Linked DNA regions of Gossypium hirsutum: region 1 is linked to region 2. Evidence: chromatin contacts called from public Hi-C data. All regions are on one chromosome and are shown on one strand. Each heading gives the region's core, a stretch centred on a gene start, on an enhancer-like site or on the middle of the called end of the contact. The rest is flanking DNA. Distances are from core to core; before and after follow the strand shown. Region 1 has its middle 22 kb from the start of LOC121222386. Region 2 holds the start of LOC121222384.

What was found. Hi-C and Micro-C count contacts between places; a contact is called where the count stands out from the background.
Region 1: a Hi-C map of leaf shows a contact between it and region 2, with 1.7 times the contacts expected there. The contact joins the enhancer-like site here to the promoter of LOC121222384 in region 2. A contact is called at or near these places in 7 of 34 Hi-C or Micro-C datasets (callus, hypocotyl, leaf and 2 more).

Annotation. Positions count from the first base shown.
Region 1 is chrD10:10,543,881-10,550,660 of Gossypium_hirsutum_v2.1, reverse strand. No RefSeq gene overlaps it. Among protein-coding and RNA genes, the nearest start is that of LOC121222386, 22 kb to the right of the region's middle. Within about 2 kb of position 3,815, at least 2 of the 9 cell types and tissues checked have an H3K27ac peak or open chromatin away from gene starts, as enhancers often do. A contact at or near this core is called in hypocotyl and leaf, where this site is marked.
Region 2 is chrD10:10,485,322-10,491,900 of Gossypium_hirsutum_v2.1, reverse strand. It overlaps LOC121222384, which reads left to right and starts at 4,281. Exons shown (of 2, transcript XM_041103087.1): 1 at 4,281-4,675; 2 at 4,745-5,591. The coding sequence starts at 4,833. The coding sequence ends at 5,591. LOC121222385 (a long non-coding RNA gene) reads right to left here and starts at 6,262. Exons shown (of 2, transcript XR_005919650.1): 1 at 6,025-6,262; 2 at 5,464-5,860.

The sequences.
Region 1 (6,780 bases), core at 2,566-5,065, 59 kb before region 2:
TTAAGCTTGGCCAAATGTAAGCCTACAAAAATGGCTTCCTTGGTGCTTTTAGTTTCGGTTTGAGAAAGAAAGAAATGAAAATGGATGATGATGACACTTATTTGTTTTACTTTAATTATAATTTTTAGTTTATAATTTTTTAATATAAATTACAATTTTACCAAGCCACAACCATCCATTTATCTTCAAAAGTGGATAATTACCACTTAAACACTTACAATAATTATCATCTACCCTTTTAGGGAATATAATTCAATAGAATTCAACTTTTACGATTTAGTCTTTTTTCCTTAATTAACTATTTAAACACCAAAACTTTCAGACCAAACCTCAATTCACCTATATAATAGCTTTGAAATATTTAATGGAAATATTTAAGAGCTCGACTTACAAAAATAAAGTCTCAATACCTTATTTTCCAAAACCACTGACTTTCGATACTAACCACTTGTATTGTGTCTAACTGACCAATTAACAATTTTATCGAATCAGGATTCACTATCTTATTATATTTAACTCATAAATATTAAATAGTTATATTTATGAACTCACTCGTCGGAATTGTGGTCCTAAAACCACTATTTTCAGCACCCCTGAAAAACGGGCTGTTACAGTTCTAGTAGAAAAATGGTGCACCTACAGGTGCAATACTAACTACCTTGGTTTAGCTTTATTTTCTATTAATGCAAGACAATTGGGGAGAGTTTTTATCCAAGGGTCTTTGAGACTTTATAGTGGATGGATGATTCCGCTTCAAAGGCCTTCTAGACTTGAAGAATGAGTTTTATCTCTTTTTTGTTGGTGTAATCAAATTATAAAAGCTTTTATCCAATGTTCTTCAAGACTTAATACTAGATAGTTGCTTCCGCTTAAAGGGCCTTTTAGTCTTCATCTTGAAAATGGATTTAGCATTTTTTTCTGTCGAATAAGATCAAAGAACAATTTCCTTTAAAACTGAAGCAACATTTAAAAAAAATTTGATTTCCTCAAAGATTTTTTTTAGAATTTTTAGAAAGCTTTTGTCTTCAAAATCTTCTCTTCAGGCTTCGATGTATAAACTTCCAAACTCCTAAAGTTGTTAAGTTATGTTGAATGGTTTGGAGGTAATCTCCTTCTAGTTAAGTAAATAGACTTCTTGTGGAATATATTTTCTTCATTTGTGTGATCTACAAGGATTAAAATCTTTTATTTATTATTTATCTCATATTAATTTAAATTAATTAGAAATAAAATAATCCTTAAAGAATATATTGAATTTCTAAAATAACTCTAAAATGATTTAAATAAGAGATAAATAACAATGATACATGATGAACTTTGATTTGTCCAAAACTCTTCTTCAATTCCCCATCAAAACTTGGTCACTTAAATTGTTTTTGTTGATAAGAAGTGGGCAAGTATTGAAACTTTAGTTACTTCTGCTGCCAAAATTTTTTCCATCTTTAAAGGATGCCATCAAGATTTTTTTTCTTTGGACTAAACTTAGCAATGAAACTAGGTTGTGTATGCACCATTTTTTTCTTGAAGGACCAAATAATGATGTCGTTCAATATTTTTTTTGGATGAGTGGTTTAATCTTGTGCTTAAGAGTGATAAATAGTTTAAGATCATGCTTAGGAGTCTCATTTTACAATTATGGGTTGATCAATACCTTTATTACTAGCTAAAATTTTGCACCATTGTGAATTTCTTACTAATGAGGTTATAGATTTTTGGTAGTTGACATTTTTGGTTCCATGATGTGAGCTTGGATGGCTAATTCTTTAAAATATTTTCGCTTGATGCCTTGGAGAATATAGGACAAGCCCGATTCATGCCTTGTATGCAAATGTAAATGTTAAAAGACTCTGGCAAAGTGTTCTTACAACTCAAACTTAAGTTCCTCTAATAGTGAATGTAATCGATGATTGGCTCATCCTTTCATTAGCGTGAATGTGTGATTTTAATTGTGTTGACTTTGTGGTGAGTGTTATAGAATCGATTGAGAAATTCTCGCTTAAATTATTCTTAGATATTAATCATCCAAGGCATAAGATCAGATTACTTATCAAAGGCAGTTCATTTTAATGATTAAATAAATTACTTTACCATGAGATCTCCATCATTTTGATGTTGTTGCAAGTTCCCACAAAGTGAGCAACATATAGATGTGGATTTCCATCAACCTGTTGGTATTTTAGAGGTTGATAATTTTCAAGCATCCCCAATCGATCAAAATCCTTTGAGCATATGGCTTTGCAAATGTGTATAAATGTGGAGAAACACTTTTGACTTGATCCTTGATTAGATTCCTTAATAAGCTCTTTGAGCTGACATAAAGAAACGTTTTGAAGTCCTTTTTTAATAGTCTTGGTAGAAATTTGACCAACTTTTTAAAGAATTTGTTAATGAGTTTCACTTGCATGTGATTGGTTGCATCTACTTAAGCTTTTGATTTGTGCCTCGTGAAAACAAGTTGATAATCCTTTCTTTTAACTTGATGCAATGAATTCCACAACTTCTATACAATGAAAAAATTGCTAGTTGTCATCGTAGATTGCTAGTTGTCATCGCAGCCATAATGTCCAACTTTGATAATGAGCATCTGTGAACTTTGATGAGTTTGGTTTTTGAAGAAAATAAATGAATGACAGAGATGATCTCATTAGGTGTGCAAAAAATTTGTATACAAAAAATTTTAGGCAAAAAAAGACTGGAAAATTGGAACAAATAAAAGATTTTTATTTATAGAATTTGACTTAGAACCTCTTGATATATCTTTTGACTCTTCTTTTTAATGAAGTTTCGATCTAAGGATTGTCTAGACTCGATTTTGAATGGATGTGGTCACTAAGACTCGTCAAAACTTGATCTTGAATACAAATATGGAAAGTTGCTTACTTGAGAATTGATTCAAGTGTTTTCAAGACTTGATCTTGGACCAATGAAGTTCGTTTGAAAGGTTATAAAAACTTGATCTTGAATAACAAGTTATATTTTTATTTTATTTTTTTGTGTTGATTCAATGGGATTGAGAAAGCTTTATCCAAGGGTATTTGAGACTTGATCTTAGATGGAGATTTCTACTTTAAGGGCCTTTTAGGGTCTAATATTGAAAAACATATTTAACCTACTTTCTGTTGATACAACCGAATTGAGGTGAGCATTTATCCAATGATCATAAAGACTTGATCTTGGATGAAAGATTCTACTTAAAGAACGAATTTAGCTCTCTCTTTTTCGTCGATTGAACAAGATTAGAAAGTAGTTTTCTTCAGAATTGATGTGGCATTTTTAAGTTTTTTTTTTCTTTCGAATATTTTTACTTCTTTAGAGATTCCTTCCTTGAGATTTTGGAGAAAGTTATCAAATTTTGAATTTCTAAACTTATGAACTTGAATGTCTGGGAAGGTAATCCCTTTTATAGTAATCAAATAAAAGAGATTTCTTATAAAATATAACATTCTCATTTACTAATTTACAAAGGTTAAACTATCATTAAAAAAATCATGATTAAAATTTTATATTTTTTATTTATCTCATTGATTAAAAAAACAACCATTAAAATATACAATATTTTTTATAAAAGTATTTAATTCATTAAATTATCTTTTATTAATTAATTAAATTTAATAATTGATTGCTGATGGTATGAAGCATACAAAGGTTAGAGGATGATAGATATATTGTCTGCAAAACTGAAGCTCAGTGGTAATTGATTAAATTAAATAATTAAATAAAAAATGAAGAATAAGTTTGTTGGACCATATACTAATTAAGCTAAATTGGCCCAATGACACAAATAGTTGCAACATGGACCCGTATGCAAAACTTTCTTGGATGATTTTTAATATTATTAAATTCTATACAGAAAGCCCACTTAACTTATTAAATTTGGTTTTCAGGGACTCAACAGTAATGATCCAAATTTCATTCTATGTCTAAACTTCCAACCATTTTTCTGGGTTTGAATAAAAAATAGCTTTACTCATTGAGTTTCCCACATGTTTGATTGGTGAGAAAATGAGCATGGTTGATGAGAAAAATTAAATACAATTTTTAAAAATTAATATAAAATTATTTTTAATATTTTTAAAATTATTTGATAATTGTTAGAATTAAAATTAAAATAACAAATTTTGTAAACATTGAGTTCTAAATTTGTTGAATTTTTTGGATTTAAGATCAAATTGATAGAATGTGTAAACATTTGATGGCTAAATTTGTTAGACTGTTGTTACTAAGTTAACGAGTATAATATTTACTTTCGAAAATTAAATAAAAAATTAATAATTTAGTGACGAAAATAAAACCAACTGAATAGTTAAATAACTATTTTTGTATATTTATATTTATAACAAAATAAAAATTTCATTAGAAGAATGGATATAACAAATTAAAATAAAGAAAAACAAATCTTTAAAGTAAAATTAAAACATAGTAATCGTTAATAAGGAATCTTGGAGTGTCGGATAAGATTAACTGTTTTAGAAAAGTAAGATGGAGAATTTCAAAGTGAGAACTAAGTTAATCTTCTCTTTAAATTTTTTTTAAAATTTTAAATTAACTTTCTAAATATGATAAAAATTTGATTTAATTTTTTAAAAATTATAAAAATATAGACTATCAAAATGGTGAAATTATATTTTTACTATCATAAAAATTAAAATTTAATTTCGGTCCCCTTAAAAAACTTTTCTAACTTCTCCTTGTATGAAATGACTAGTGTTACAAGTTAACTTGACACCAATTCAATTGCGAAGTTACGAAAATACCATTATTTTAAAGGATAATTAATATTATTAAAAAGATCATAATTTTATATAATTTTAAATAAAATAACTAAAAAACATTATTTAAGAATCAAATACAAGACTAATAAATTATATAAAAATCTCTTATCATTTCACCAAGTATATTTATAAATATATTTTTAATATAAAATATTTTCGTGTATTATAAAATTTAGAACGAATATTGTATTTCCAAAATTTGACGCTAAGCATTTTCTCAAAAAAAAAAAGTTATGTTGAAAGACCACAATATTATTCAAAAGGGTTCATGGTATAAAGACCTAACTTTAGCTAATAAATATTTTATTTTATATTTCAAAATAATTATAATTATTTATGGTCTAAGGTTTAAATTAAAAATGCTATTAGAACATTTTAAAAATATTTATAATGTTTTAATGATGTCTTTTAATTATTAAAAATTATACCACTTAATTATTAATAAAGAATTGTGATTGAATCTCAAGTTGTGACTTATTAGTTAGATGTTCACTTAGCCTAACTTAGATTCGAATCATTGTTATATTAAAAAAAAAGGTTGTATTTTACTAATTGAGCCAAGCCTTATGGTTTAAAAAATTAATTTATCACCCCAAAAACACCCTAATTTTTTTTCCAAATCGTTTGCTTCTTTTTGTTTTTGCTTAGCAGCAGTGTTAGCGTCCAAGCTAGCTACCGTCCCCCTTTTTCTCCTATCCACCAACCCTCTTTTTCTTTCTTCTTCTCATTCACTCCATGCATTTTCTTTCTTTTCAGTTTACGGATCGATTTTGTGGGTATATTTGTTGTCTTCACAAGTTGTGGTGGACAGATGATAGTACCTATCATCATTGAAGCACCACCAACCATCGACAATTTCTTTTAGAAAGTGAGTAGCTCTTCGTTGACTTCTTAATCTGTTTCTGTTTTGAGAGTTTCAAAATAATAAATTATTTCATGAGCCGGTTTGGACTCATGTTATCTTAAGTTTTATATGCTTTTTTGTTTGTTTTTCAATTGTTTTTTAAGCTTGCTTATGCATGTAGTCTTGCTTTTGCGAGTAATTTTAGGGTTGGTTTTGTCGTCGTCCCCTCTAGTTTGGTGGATGCTCAGTTCTTTTGTCAATTTATGTCAGTCGCATTTGACCATCTGGGGTTGATTTCCTTATTGTATTAAGTGATTGCAATCACTTGTGATATGTTGTGTTTGAGTTGTGACAGAGCCAATTGTCAATGTGCCATAATGTTTTATTGATGTTGAAGTTAAAGCTTTTGTTGTGTTGATGGAGCTTGTCCTTTAGCGCGTACAACGGGTGTTTGTTATTCTCCCCCCCCCCAAATTGTATGGTCTTATTCACTGGAGGAATTAATGAATTTCTCATAAAAAAAAGTTGTGACTATTCATGAAGATATTTATTGAATAATTATGTTTATCGCAAGAGACTTGACTATCCAAAACAAACATTTACTAGATAGTTCTATTCGTATAAAGAGACATAAGAACTATAAATAAGAGTCAACTTTCATTTGGAATGTACATAAAAGAAATTCAGAAATACAACCTCTCCTTCTATCTTCCTACTAATCATAGATTGTTTATAACAAATTACCATAAAGTTTTTTTTATTTTATAGAAGTTGACATTCATATTGTATCTTAGTGAACTTTTGTCTATCAGTACAAAATGTAAATAGTTATTGGAATTAATTGTATCTTTAAAGTTCATTTATGGGAAAAATATATATGTTACTTTAACTCTTAACTTTGATGAGAATTTATGGGCAGACACATATTCATAAGAGATAATATTTAATGTGGTTAATTTAGGGTTTGATCTGTTTTAAAATATAAAAAAGATAAAAATCATTCCACTAAACTCGTAATTTATATGGTTGAGCCCCTTTTAACCTATGCCCAAAATATAAACAGGATAAGGATCACTCCACCAAACTTGTAATTTTGCATGGATAAAGCTACAAATGTGAATCACCACAAGATACAACTTTTGCAGGAATAAAATTACAAACTCT
Region 2 (6,579 bases), core at 3,032-5,531:
CAGATATATATCTCAAAAGAATGTACAAGAAAATCCAAGCTTTAATTTCATGATATGATCTTATAGTTGCCAGAACAAAAATATATTGAAATAGCACCCCATATAAGGTTCTAAAATTGCACTACTAACAAACAAAAATATATGAAGATGGAAATATGACAGCTAACCAAGGACCAAATCCTTTCAAGCATTTTGCCAATACGACCTGAGAAATACCCAAAGCATAATTTAGTTTAAGGTTAAGGAATTAAAAAGAGAATTAATAAAGAATGCATATTGATATTATATCCCCATACGTCACCTTAATATTTTCCCCAATAATTCCAATTATAAGCCCCATCAACCTATGTACAGAAGCCATTGGTTTCAATTGAATATTTTTCTGTGCCAAGCTATACATGCTTTCTAACCCCTAACAGAAGAAAAGAAATCAAGTGATTATTTCAGGGTCTAGTTATCATGCATAAACTATCAACATTACAAATATATGTTATACATTGAAGCTACATGCGACAAAATAATATATTGGTCAGCATTGTTATGCAGGCCTATCAGGCACAATGAAAATATTATGTTGGACTGCTCATGGTTTGGGAACTCCACGGTCTATTCGACGCTTAAAACACATGTTGTGCATGTGCGTCCCTACATTGTCTTTTTTTTGGAGATTAAATTGAATAAAAGAATAATGGAAATAGTTTAATAGAGGTATGGTTTTACGAATGGGATTGGTGTGGAAGCACTAGGCACTAAGGGCGGTCTATCATTAAGTTGGAAGAATGATTGTTCAACCACTTTGAGCAATTTCTTTTTTTCACATGTAGATGTTGTTATTTCTAATGATTTGGAAGGTGCTTGTTGGACATTCACATGTTTTTATAGCAAACCAGATGCTAGATTTAGGGGGAGGTCTTGGGATTTGTTGAAACATCTAAGACAAGATCAATCTCTCTCTTGGTTAGTGGTTGGAAATTTCAATGAAACCGTCTATTCATATAAGAAAGTTGGTGGTAGGACTCGAGAGAAGAGGTATGGCTTAGTTTCGAGAAACGTTGGAGGAATGTAATCTTTGTAACTTGGGTTTTAAGGGCTAATGGTTTATATAGGAGAGGGGAGATTATCAGACAATAATATCAGAGAACGTTTGGATAGAGGGGTGGAAAATACGTGCTGGTAGCATTGATTTTCTAAATACAAGGACCTACACTTAACTCATAGTTTCTCAAACCATTGCCCGATTCTAATCAATACTGCAGATAATAAATACTCTCAATTTTTGAGAGGACGGGAGAGACATTTTTTATTTGAAACATGGTGGGAATTAGAACTCGAGTGTGAGCTAAAAATTTGTAAACTATGGGATTTAATAACTGGTGAGATTCTGAGTCGATTCAATCAGTTGAGTTATGGATTATCGGATTGGAGCTCACGTTTGATGAAAGATAAAGTCAAAACTATCAAGGGTTTGCAATGTCACCTAGCGAGTTTAAATGAGAAGAACCCAGATGAGAATTTTTGGTAGAGACTCTTGATGTGAAATTGACTCTTAACATTGAGGCGAATTAGGAGTGATATTGGAAACAATGAGTATGGGTAAATTACCTGAAACAATGTGATAAAAGTACAACATTTTTTCATAGCTTTGCATCAAATAGGAGGGGAATTAATAATATTGAGGGATAAGAAGACAATAATGGGAACTGGATCCAGGATGACGAGGATTTAGTAGGTTTAGTTAGAACGTACTGTTCTAAATTGTTCACCACAAATGGGATTTCTGATACGAATCACCTTTTGGCGAGAGTTTAACGTTGTATAGATGATGATATGAACATCAAATTGACATCCACATATATAGTAGAAGAGGTGGTTGCTGCGCTCCGAGATATGCACCTACTAAGGCATCAAGTATGGACTGATTTCTGGCTTTTTTCTTTTAAAACTGTTGGCAAATTTTTAGGAATTATGTTAGCTTTTATTGTTTGGCGGTGTTTAATTATGAGTGTACTATTGGTAAATTGTTGGGAATGATGTTAGCTCTTTGAATGACATAATGTTGGGTCTGGTGTCCTAAGTATAGTAATTTCGTATGTGTATACTTGTAGTTTTCAAACAACTTGATTTAATAATAATATATATTAATTACATTGATACCTTTGGTATATTTTCTTCAATGTTTTTGCACGAAAAGAAAATGGAAGCAAATATTGACTCATTAGTTATCTAACGTTTAACTAATAGTAAATGGTATTACGTGGTCAAATCATAATATAAAAAGACAACTTGTATTAGTAGATGAACCTAAACATGTCCATAGCCTAATCAGAATGAACAATCCTATTAAAAGACTAATATGTCATCTATCAAGTATAATTGGGAATATGTTTTGTTATGAGCATCAGAGCAGATGACGCCCAAAAGATAGAGACATTGATGTGACTAACTGAATGGATAGTACATCAGACATGAACCAAGCAGAATAGATTCTAGATCCGTTTATGAATTTATTCACTTGTGACATTAATTGTGTGACATACCTTAATCCTGAATGAATGATGGACTATGTATGCATGATTCGTATACTTTGGTGTACGTAAAAGTTTGAGTTCAAATAGATAAAGAACCAAAAACTGGTGTGTTGGGCATACTATTTCTACAGTATGTAGCATCATTCACAATAGAGGAATTCATAGCCCAACTAAAGATAAAATGATATTCTCTCATTGGCATTATATGGCAGATGAAAAATAAATGTGACCATGGGTCGTTTGTCTTTGTGATAAATGACTTTATTACTATTTGATAATAATTGACTTTTCATGAAGATGTAGTAGCTATAGTGAGATAAAATATAATCATATTGGGAGAACGAATTTATCCACAATAAATTAAGGATATCTTATAAGGGTAACACTTATGATAAGGTCATTGGACGAGCACTAATTAAATAACTTTCGAAATGATATGTAATTAGGGAGAGCTTAGTCACGATACTATAGTGGAATGACTTCGTGACTAAATGAGTTTATAATTAATAGGTGAAAATATGAAACTTAATTATAAATCATTTGAACTGTAATTATATATGTCTAATTTGTCCATCCGTTAGCTCGTTGAAACCATAAATGAATTGCATATAGAACTAAAAAGACATGGATGAATCAAAATTATGAAGCTAGAGAAATGGGTCACATTCACAAATGAATGCGTTTTCTCACTGAGTATAAGATTGACTTGAGAATTAGTTGAAGATTTTCGAATTATTATTTAATTAATTACAATTAAATAATTGTAGTTCGAAAACAAAATTAAATTAATTACTCATTATAAATCTATTGAATATGAAAAATAAATATATTTCCTCATAGATTATTTAGTTAATTAAATTAATTAATCAAATAGTATTTATTTTGAGAATAAAAAACAAATATTGAGTTGAATTAAATTATAAAATACTGGATCTCAAAAGTTTAAGAAATACATATAATTGGACCTAATACATGAGATCTAATTCCTCTCATTTTTGTGTGAGGGCCCCACCTCTTCTAGTTAGATTAAGAGAATGCTTTTCTGTTAAATAAATATTATTTATATTATACTTATTCAACCAGGATTCTCTTATCTCTCCCTATAAATAGATCTATTAACAAGTTTTTACACACAAGTTTCATATATTGTTATATTGGCAAAAAGTAATGGTAAATTATTTTCTAAGTATAAATTCTATTTTTTGAGAATTATAATTTTTATCGGTTTTATTTGAGAGAATTACTTTACTACTGAAAATAATTAAATTGTTTCTTATTCTGTGTTTGATTCTTGTTGCTTGAGCCCACACTCGACACAATTCTGGGTAAGAAGATAACGGAGAAAGTCATTCGGTTGAAAATTTAAAACCCTTTAAATTCATCTCATACAAAGCATAAGTATTTTCAGAAAAAAATTTACTGTTATAAATATCACAAACCAACTCAAATTTCAAAAATTTTAAGCTTCTGCTATGACTAAAAACCGTTTTTTAAACCAAAATTGCTAACACAAACTATATGAACATTGTATTGATCCTTAAGATTTCTTGTCCGTGAATTATGAACCTATAAAATTATTTTTAAGGTTATCGCCAATAGATTACAAGGTGTTCTCCTGTAATGTATTGATTGGGTGTAGAGTGCTTTTATCACTGGGAGAATAATCTTGGATAATATTTTAATTGTTTGAGATGCTACTCTTATAGTAAAAAAGAGAATCTACCTTTGCCTTGAAATTAGACACATGCAAAGCATATGATCTGGTGGAATGATCTTTTGTGGAGGCAATGTTGCACCAAGTGGGGTTTCTTGATTCCGTTGTTGATATGATAATGCATTGCACTATTACGGTGACATACTTTGTTGTTCTTAATGGAAAGAGGGGGGAGATGTTCTTACCTACAAGAGGTCTTTGACAGGAAGAACCGTTGAGTCCCCATTGAGTCTTTATCTATTTTTGATTTGTAGTGAAGGGTTCTCTATGTTGTTCAATTTAGCGAAAGAGGAAGGAAGAATCTCGGGTACTCGTGTTTGTCATGGTGGACCAAGGTTAACTCACTTGCTTTTTGCATAAGAGTTTTGTAAGGCTACGGTGATAAGGCCATCGAATATTAAGGATATCATAGAAGATTATCAACGTTGTTCAGGTCAATGTGTGAATTTTGATAAAAGCCTTACTTATTTGAGTGAATGTTACTGATGACCTTCGGCTTCAGATAAAATTATTTTTCAGGTTCATACTGGAGCGTTATCCTCGAAGGTTGGAGGCATAGGAGGGAGGCGTTTCAAAGATTGAAGGAGTGCATGCGCAGCAAAGTGGAGAGTTGGAGTCGCAGGCTGTTATCCCAAGGAGGTAAGGGAGTATTTATAAAGTCAGTTTTGCAGTCCATTCCCACGTATGCTATGACTTGTTTTCTGTTACCCATTTTGCTCTACCGAGAGATGGAAAGAATTTTGAGCCGTTTATGGTGGGCTAAATCTAGTCATAAAAAGAGCATGCATTGGTGCTCATGGGCTCAGCTTTGTGCATCAAAGGGAACGGGAGGTATGGGATTCCAAAATTTGGGGAAGTTTAATATTGCCATGTTGGCCAAGCAGAGGTGGAGGCTCTTGACTAATCCCAACTCTTTAGTGGCATTCATTTTAAAAGCTAAATATTACTCTACTTATTTTCTAAGGGCAGAGATGGGTGTGAACTCTACTTATACTTGGTGGAGTATTTGGAGCGCTCAGAGGATATTAGAGGTGGGGCTCCGATGGAAGGTTGGTGATGGACGCTCCATCTCAATTTTGAATGATTGTTGGCTCCCAGGAGTAGGAAACTGCAGAATTCAATCTGATCAGATTAGTAATGAGTTCAATATGGTTTCTGATTTAATAGTACCTAATGAGGGGAGATGGAATATACTGTTGGTGAGAAGTCTATTTTCGAAGGAAGAGGTCAAGAGAGTATTATGCATTTCAATTGCTGCATCAGGGCAGGAAGATGTGCAAGTATGGAGTGGGGGCAAACACTGGAATCTACTCGGTATGGAGTGGCTACAAGTTGATCGCATCAGATAATTTTGATCCTATTGCTTCTACTCTACAGGACCAGCGTATGAATTTCAATTACAAGGCCTTATGGGCAATACAAATCCCACCAAAAATAAAGATTACTTGCTCGAGACTTGTTAGGAATTTTATTCCGATTATGGATAACTTATACAATCTAAGGATTGCTTCAAGCCCGCTATGTCCAAGATGCCACCTATGTCCTGAATCAAGTGTGCATGTAGTGAGGAATTGTTGTTTCACTCGCAATGTATGGGAGGAAGTGGGTATTTCTTGGCCTGCACAGATGGACGATAGCGAGTTAGTTGATTGGTTCAGCTATTTTTACAGGGGAGGGGGTCCAACATTAAGCAGTACCTCTGTGTTACAATATAGGCACTGTGGAATTCTAGAAACAAATTAGTTCATGAATCTATTACCCAATCTATGGAGTCGTTGTTACCTTTGTGAGAGCGCATGTAGCAGAACTGCATATGATTGGCCAGGACCAAACGCTTGTAATAAGAACTCGTGGTCAGTAACATGGAAACCACCGGCGGATCCGTGCGTCAAAATCAATTTCGATGCAGCATTTCAGAAAGACAAAAGTCTAGTTCAGGAATAATCATTCGAGATAGAGGAGAGATTTTGGCAGCGTGGTTTCAAGTGAATAACCATGTTCCTGATTCTTTTGTGGTAGAAGGGGAGGCAGCGGTCCAAGCTCTACGCTTTGCTGAAGAACTGGGATTTCGAGATCATGTGTGAGCGCGCTGATTAAAGATGGAAAGCAAATTGGAGCAGGATTTAGGTTGAGCTGTTACATGCAGCACAAGAGGGAAACAAAGTGGCTCACTTGCTGACCCAGGAGGGTCTTAGACGACAGTGTTCTGAGTTCTGGATAGAGGAGGTTCCAGGTATCGCCTCTGAGAAACATGAATCGATGACCGTCTAAGATAGGGTTGTAGGAAACTAGTGGTCGGGCGGATCATTCATTATCTATTTGGCTCTGGTGCTAAAT